2 separate regions of the Mus musculus genome follow, and region 1 is linked to region 2. The links are chromatin contacts, called in public Hi-C maps. All regions are on one chromosome and are shown on one strand. Each heading gives the region's core, a stretch centred on a gene start, on an enhancer-like site or on the middle of the called end of the contact. The rest is flanking DNA. Distances are from core to core; before and after follow the strand shown. Region 1 holds the start of Hltf (helicase-like transcription factor). Region 2 holds the start of Cp (ceruloplasmin).

What was found. Hi-C and Micro-C count contacts between places; a contact is called where the count stands out from the background.
Region 1: a Hi-C map of uterus shows a contact between it and region 2. The contact joins the promoter of Hltf here to the promoter of Cp in region 2. A contact is called at or near these places in 6 of 39 promoter capture datasets (the 3T3-L1 cell line, 3T3-L1-derived adipocytes, cranial neural crest and 2 more), 1 of 484 Hi-C or Micro-C datasets (uterus), 1 of 115 datasets of contacts at active chromatin or transcription factors (microglia) and 1 of 9 other capture datasets (adipose tissue).

Annotation. Positions count from the first base shown.
Region 1 is chr3:20,055,852-20,059,952 of GRCm38.p6, forward strand. It overlaps Hltf (helicase-like transcription factor), which reads left to right and starts at 1,960. Exons shown (of 25, transcript NM_009210.3): 1 at 1,960-2,156; 2 at 3,048-3,255. The coding sequence starts at 2,137.
Region 2 is chr3:19,955,441-19,959,756 of GRCm38.p6, forward strand. Cp (ceruloplasmin) reads left to right here and starts at 1,809. Exons shown (of 19, transcript NM_001374677.1): 1 at 1,809-1,989. The coding sequence starts at 1,844.

The DNA of each region.
Region 1 (4,101 bases), core at 710-3,209, 100 kb after region 2:
CAATACCTAATACTGGAAAAAAAAAAAAACAAACAAAAACCCAAAACCCAACTTTGCATTTGTATCATAATATACCATGAAGAAAGTAAAATATCCGAAGCAAACGAAACATTATCTGCAGTAAGTTTCCTGTTGGGGGAATGAAATATTTCATTCTTCAGATTCTCAGTGAGGGCTAGAGATGTAACTCAGAGGAAGAGTGCCTGTTTAACATGCACAAAAATCCCAGGGAAGATGATGCGCCATCAAATGAATCTTCTGTAAGGCTGATTAACTGAGCTACAATGATTGTGCAGCATTTCAAATGCTGCAAACCCAGAGCCAAATTTTCTTAGGCCATCTCTAGCCTTCTTAATTGCTACTTATTGTCCTCCTCTGCACTTAACATGTTTCTGTGACCACAGGGTAAATCATTTGGAATGTACATACAGTGCTACCACTCAGCAAACTAAACAGCTAAGGATAATGTCAGTATCTTAGGTCTCTAATAAAGGTTCCCTGTAATACTCTTTCCCACCTACCTAATGGTCACACCAAATATATTTGGAAAGTATCTTGATTTATGACTTTCTTTGTCCTGTTAGTATAAAAGCTTCATGAAATGGCTTCAATTGAAACATAGCACTTGGGGTGGCCTAATTCTGTGTTCCCAGGCCAATGACTGATATTTGCCTCCAGCATAAATTGTCTCTTAATACTGTTAAAGTTAGTTTTCTTGTTTTTGCTTCTCTCTCTCTCCTTTCTTTTTATCATAGCATTCCCTAGGGTGCCATTCCAGCAGACAATCCTCAAATGGTCACATTTTACTTTTAGTTCACAGATCATCAATATTTAAGACAATGAACATGTGCCTCTTAAAACATCTTACTGACCACCTTTCATCCTCTGCTGATGGAAGCATAAAATGGACCACTCTAGGAAGGATGACTTCCAGTGTTTAAAATGTTTACAAACACATCTAGACATTCCGATGGTTTACAGCACACCCTATTATGTTTGGCTGGGCAATACCTTTAGCTTCCTACTGTTGGTGCAGCAGAAGATGCAGCAGTTAATGGCTGCTTCATCAAAAGTAGTTTTATGGTCTTTCAAGATGCTGGAATTACCTTTACCTTGCCTGATACTGTTGCATACAAAACTCCAAAGTGAAATGTCCCTTTAGATTATAAAGTATAAACATATAAACTTTATATGCCCCAGTACAGGGGAACGCCAGGGCCAAAAAGGGGGAGTGGGTGGGTATGGGGGACTTTTGGGATAGCATTGGAAATGTAAACGAGTAAATACCTAATTAAAAAAAAAAAGAGAGAAAAAAAAAGTTTCTTTATAGTGCCTCCTTCATTTTCCTAAGAAAACACACGTAGCCCCAGCCACCACCTCGGACCTTACAACTAATGTTGGACCAGTCTGCCTTTTTCAGCAAGAGCTATAAGGTTGTATTACTTTATGGCTTTCTTCTACCAAGGGAAAAAAATTTCTTTAAACACAATAAAAGCGAGATGGGAGAAGGAAATTCGTAAGTTCTCATTCAGATTTCCAGAACTCAGGGTCTCGCATACACGGAGGTCGCTAAGAATAAATAGAGTCAGGGCTCAGCAGAGGAAATGCAGGTATCCCACCCAGGGCTCCTACTGGAGTAGGCCCTGTTAGGCATTCCATCAGATAGGGAGCGTCTGACCTATGGGGACATCCTTGAGGAGTTAGGGCAGTGGCTAGAAGACCTCTTTCCCCCTAGTCCGTCAGAACCTTGAGCCCTGTGGCTCACTCAAGAAGCCTCGATGTTTTACCGTGCAAGGCGTCTCGGACTGCGGAAGAACCAGGTAGAACCCGGACGCGCCGCACTGCCTTTGAATCGCAGCACTGGGCGGAGCTCCCCACCCTCTTGTATTGTGATTGGTTGGTCTTCGTAGACTCTTCCTTTGGATTGGGCCCTGGCGGTGCCGATCGCAGAACGTCACCGGTTTCTCAGACTGTTGCAGGAAGGAGTGGTGTGGACACGTCTCACCGGGCGGACGCGGCCTGGCGGTTCTGATTTGGATTCCGGCGCCTGGGCCACGACGCCTTGAGGAGCTTTATCAGGCTGTCTGGGAAGATCTGGGGAGCCCAGGGCATCCCGAAGTCACCCCGCCCCGCGCCATGTCCTATACGTTCACGAGGTGAAGGGCTGAGGGGGGCTGGGCGTGAGGCCAATTGCTCTGCGCTCTATTCTAGTGAAGGTGCGCGCCCGGGCGCTTTATAGGTGCAGTTTGCATCCCTTCTGCGGGTCGCTTGCCGGTGTTGCTCCTGGAGGCACCAATGCATTGTCGCGGCTGACCAGAGTGGCTGCGACCTCGGAGAATCTGCGTCAAGGGCTTGGCGGGGGGGGGGGGGGGGGGTGGCGGGGGGGGTGGAAGCGGGGGGTGATTTATTCACCAATGTTATCCCACTGTTCGCTAGGCATTGTTATGGTAACAGCTTCCAACTTGTATTTCCCGGCACTATGCAAAAGCGCACTAAAGCATATTTGCAGAGGAGCTGAGAGGGAAACTCGCGACTTGATAGCCCCGTGTGTTTTTAGGAGAACTACATCTTCTAGGAGGCTTCCAGCAAACACCTCTTTTCATCATCTACTGTGGTTTTCATGCCCATTTTTGCAACAATTATCCCTATCCTTTAAAATAATGGGGCTTCAAGGTCAGTTCTCTATAGTGTCACAATTTAGATGCTCGATTTAAAATGTGTTCTGTTCCAAAGGAGTTAAAGCAGAGGATGCTGTGGATGCATTTATGTTAAAATTTAAAGTTATTTTCATAGCGGGCAGTGGTAGCCAAGTACCTGGGAGGGAGAGGCAGGTGGATCTCTGAGTTTGAGGCCAGCCTGGTCTACTGAGCGAGTAGGACAGCCAAGGCTACACAGAGAAACCCAGTTTCAGAAAAGGAAAGAGAAGAGGGGAAGGGGTTAGGGGACCAGGACAGCCAGGGCTATACAGAGAAACTCTGTCTCGAAAAACCAAAAAAAGAAAAACAAGTCCTGTTTTGTTTTTGGTTTTTTGTTTTGTTTTAAAACAGGGGTCCTGTTTGGAAGTATTCGCAGTCTGTCCAGTATGGATCACACGAAAATATTCCAAGACTTTCATACTCAACTTTCTTGCCACATTTTGAATTCCAAGACATTATTCCTCCAGATGACTTCCTAACGAGTGATGAAGAGCAAGATTTGGTTTTATTTGGAACTATGAGAGGACAAGTTGTTGGACTACGCTATTACACAGGAGTTGTAAGTAAAAGATTAGATAATAAAATTATGGTATGTTTATGGTTTTAACAGTAAGTTATAGTAAAAGGTGATGTATACAATGAATGTTTTACTTTGAATGAAAGGCTAGTCATAAATACCTTGACTAACTGATTAACTTCTTACTTTTCTCCTATGCTTATAGTTTATAAAGCACTTTTGCCCACACATTTGGTCCTTGTGATTACTGAGGAACGTGGTAAATTTAAGAAATGACTTCAAATCCATCATGTTTTGCATTAGGTTATTCATTTTTGTAGTAAAAACAGTCCTTGTTCTTTCTTATGTATTCCTGTTCTCTGAAATGAATGTATGTGAAAATGTGTGTGAGAGAAAGAAAATGGACAGATTGAGAATATATATATATATATATATAATTTTCTTTGAACAATAATCTTTATTAAGGGCATCTTTGTTATTTAGTAATATAATTCTAATGATATTTAATTTATTATGAGAAAGTTTCTAACAAAATGAGAATAAGATTCAATGGTTAGCAAGTATTTTCTATTTTTGCTTGCTTTCTCTTCTCTTCTTTTCTTTTCTTTTCTTTTCTTTTCTTTTCTTTTCTTTTCTTTTCTTTTCTTTTCTTTTCTTTTTGTCCTGTAAAAACAAATACCAGTTGTATCACTTTACATTAGTATAGTTCAGTCTGTATTTCTTTAAACTGCAGTTTGGGAGCTGAAGAGACGACTCAGCAGGTAAGAGCCCTTGCTGTTCCTGCAGAGGATTAGAGTACTATTCTCAGTACTCTTGGCTGGCACAACAGCAACTGCAGCTGCAGGTGTCCCAATGCCCTCTTCTGGCATACATGACTACTGTCCCCCC
Region 2 (4,316 bases), core at 559-3,058:
TAAAGTCAAGTGGTCAAGATTATCAGTAGCAAGGATAGCCCAGTAGCTCAGTACTAGAGCACTTGCCTGTTAAACATAAGGATGCCTAAATCTCTGTATTCAATCCCATTAAAACACACACACACACACACACACACACACACACACACACACACACACACACACTGTTGTTAGTAGCTTGCAAGGTCATTTCAATTGATCTGGATAATTTCCTTCAAGGCTGACCTTTACAAATGAGGAAACTGAAGCTAAGGGTAAGAATTTTGACAGCATCAGATTTTAACTTTATCCTGACATTTTTTTTCTAGCATCTATGACTGACATTGTGTTCCTCATTTTTCATGTGTTAATAAGTTTTCATGTTGTATATAACGGCATGCATGCTCCATGGAGTTATATCCACTGCTATCTGCCCACTGAGGACAGAACTGCACGCACCATGGAACTCATTCAATATTTGTTAAATAAGAGTACCTGTTCTGATACCAGTCTATTTCAGCAAATAGCATTTAGTGCTATACAGTATCCTACAAGAAAACAACAATAACAACAATCGCTTTATTAACACAAAATAGTAACTGCTATCATCAGGATTGCATTTCACTTTAGGAAAAAAAAATTATACATTTAGATACATGCCACAAGTGAAGACAGAGTTCTAACCAAAAATCTTTTACCTTAAAGCTCTCATACATGTTACAGAGAGAAATTCTAGGTTAATAAACAAAGCTCTTTTTCCAGTTGAGTAAAATCATTCTTTGCCTTTGAAAACAGGCTTAATTGTGGTTGATTTTTTTCTTTTCCTCTCTCTTTCCTATCTCTTTTCCTTTCTCTCCTCCTCTTCCTTCTTTGCCCATTCTCTCTCTCTCTCTCTCTCTCTCTCTCTCTCTCTCTCTCTCTCTCTCTGAGTATTACTTCATTGTACAGACGGGTACTAAAATCCTAGATTCAACAGATTGTCATGTGCCAGTTTCCCCATTATGCATAGCTTATTTGGTTTGTGACTGACTTCTTTTTTTTTTTTAAAGATTTATTTATTATTATACATAAGTTCACTGTAGCTGACTTCAGACACACCATAAGAGGGTGTCAGATCTCATTACAGGTGGTTGTGAGCCACCATGTGGTTGCTGGGATTTGAACTCAGGACCTTCAGAAGAGCAGTCAGTGCTCTTATCCGCTAAGCCATCTCACCAGCCCTTGTGACTGACTTCTATCATTCAAACAAAATTATCATTTCCTGGTATGTTCTTCTATTAATTTCTACATAGCAATCCATGTCAACTGATAAAGTCTCTATAACACACAGTACAAAAAAATTTTTTTAAATGAAATTTTTATTGGCTACTTTTACGATGTGCTAAATATGTTTCATATCTTCAAAATTACAAGTAAGTTTTTGTTAGTTTTCTAAAAATCATTAACAATGACATATTTGATTCATTTTTCCTTGGCTTATTAAAAACTGGCTCTGGGTGAGGTGTAGTGCCTGGGATTGCTAGAAGAACAAAGGGAGCATTTAGAGATGGTCTCTGCCCTCCTGGAATTTACACGATGAATGGAAGAAGATGCAGAATTGCGCATGCTGTGCATGTCCAACACAAACAGATGACATTCCTTTGTAGTTAGAGAAGCCTGGCCACAGGGAACTGTGTTTGTTTTGGTTTTTCCCCTTCGTGGTTTACCAGAACCAATCTGAGTTGGAAAATGCTATTTGCTTTAAAGAAATTAGTTACTCTTTTGCAACATTAAATTGTGTCAGCCAAGCAAATGAAGCCCTATTTATAAAATTGCTTGCTTCTGGTTTCACTTTATTGCATCGTGGGCTCCGAGAGGGAGAAAAATGAAGTTTTTGCTGCTTAGCACATTTATATTTTTGTATAGTTCCTTAGCCTTGGCAAGAGATAAGCATTATTTCATTGGAATTACTGAAGCAGTCTGGGACTATGCTTCTGGCACTGAAGAAAAGAAACTTATTTCAGTTGACACGTAAGTCACTATTTTTTGTTCTTTATGGGCCAAATTCATGTTACCTTAAAGAAAATGAAGCCAACAAGGAAAGTAACGTAAACATAGAAAATGTAAAATGTTGACTTGAAAAAATCAATGCTTTTATTGATTTCCTTTATGTCCCTAATATTTGTTATTGTGAAGCTGTCTTGTCTCTTCTTTCTTGGTCTGAGGGAGCTATACTGGTTTCTTACTCTCTCCTATGGTTGTGGTTTCTCTCGCCTTTATCTCCCAAATGTGTTCTGTCTCTGGATGCAGAAGTTGTTTACTTTCAAACAATTACTGGATAAAATGCAAGCATACCATTACTTGTTCCTAAGGGTGAAAGTACAGTACTTTTAATCCTTGAAAATATCAAATATAGAAATAAAATACTACTTAAAGAAAGAAGATTCTGCCTACTACTTTCTGTGTGATTCAGGACAGTAAAGGAGTCATACTAATCTCTCACAGTTTCTGAGTCCTTATCTATAAAATGAGACAGCCCAGTTATAAAGCACAGGGCTGTTTTAAAATTGCAGGCAAAGCTCTTATAGCACAGTGCTCCCCACATAACAAGTGCAAGAAATGTTATGTTCTTATTATGAGGTCCTGATAAAATATCATGTAACTTAAATGTCTTTGTGCTTTAGTTGCTTTATATATGCAGCATTCTTTTACTGAATAGTAGGGTCTCCTTGAAGTTTCTCTAAGCTGAGGTCATCACTATTAATAGTATCTAAACATTTACCAACAAATGGAAACTTGGCATTCAAAGCAAATATTTAGTATATTAGCAACTGTATTAGAATGACAAAAGAACTCAAATGAGTGAAATGAACAGCAGCTGCTAAGACTCTCTCCATAAAAACTGCTCTATTGAGCCAAATTATGTAAGCACTGAATCATTGATGGGTACATGCTATTTTGTTTACTTTTATATGTGGTTAAATTTTTCATGGTAAGAAATGTGCAGTACTACTAATAATATCAGGTTGTTACTTTATTAACCTAGTAATAATCAGTAAGAAAAAGTTTTGAATTTGATAACTGATTACAAAGAGAAGTAGAACTTATGATTTTGTAAACATGGTTTTGAGGTTGTATTTTCTTCCCAAGAGTTGGTCTTATTCTTATAGTTTCTTTGGAGAAGCCTAATTATGTGTGGTTCATTGTTTCCATGACTAAGTACAATGTGAGCTAAGTATGTTGTTAAAAAAGGTACTGGACTGAGTATGTACCTCAGTGGTACCTAGTTGTGTAGAAAGCTGTACTACTCATTGCTCCACCCACCCCTGCTATTGTATAAAATAAAAACAAAAAATCAAGTCAGTCCACTGAGTATAAACTGCAACATACTGGCCATGTTCCAATGTGGTAAACTCTAAGTACGACGAAGTATTAGAATGAAGAGGGTTGATAAGAACTTCAGGGAGGGATTTCTTTGTTGTAAATATTCTAATGGCGTGGAGTATAAGCTTGCTTACCCTGTTAGTACTTAATAGGGACACTCAAGGGTGCACAGAAGGAAAACATGGCATTCAGTTTTTCAGTTGCATTCAGCTTTCTTTTTAATTATTGTTCTACAGTCTCCTGTGGCTTCTCCAGCATCTTAGAATCTGTATCTTTTCTCTCCCCATTTACATAAACAATGGCTGCACCTTCAGTGGCTTTGCCCATGTTGGGCTGAACTTTACCAGAGGAGTGTGGTGGCAACTTTTATCTATGTCCTTTGTCCTAAATCTGTGGTATGTTTGAATCAGTACATGAGGCATGATGAAATGGCACCAGACATGGGTCATTCTCTTCCTCGTGTAATGGACAAAGCAGAGGAGAAATAAACAAGTTGAAGAATACATCAGGAAAGAGCCTAGTATAAGTGGCAGGTGAAAGACTAGGTTGAAGAATACATTTAATTAGTTAAAGTGGAAATTTTCTAGTTAGATGTTAGCAGTTTGCAATTGGTTAGGTTCATGTATAACTTTCCTGTTTACTGTCAGATATATTCAACCTGGGCTCCACAAGCCACATATGGATATCACAGAACAGCTAAAGAAAGTAGCAATGTCATATTGCAATGTCAAGTATTAGATACTCCTTTTACATTACTTCATTTTTGTTTGTTTGTTTGCTTATGTAGATATCCAAGTTCCTAGACCTGGCTCAACTGAATGGCTTCTCAAATTAAGTATTTTAAAACCCCCTCAAAAATAATTTTAAAAATATTAAAGGAGTGTATGATTGAGTCAGGTGCCAAAGAAAGTGAGGACAAAAGGCTAACTGTGGTGCCTATTAACATATCCTTATATACAGCTGGCCTTCAGGCT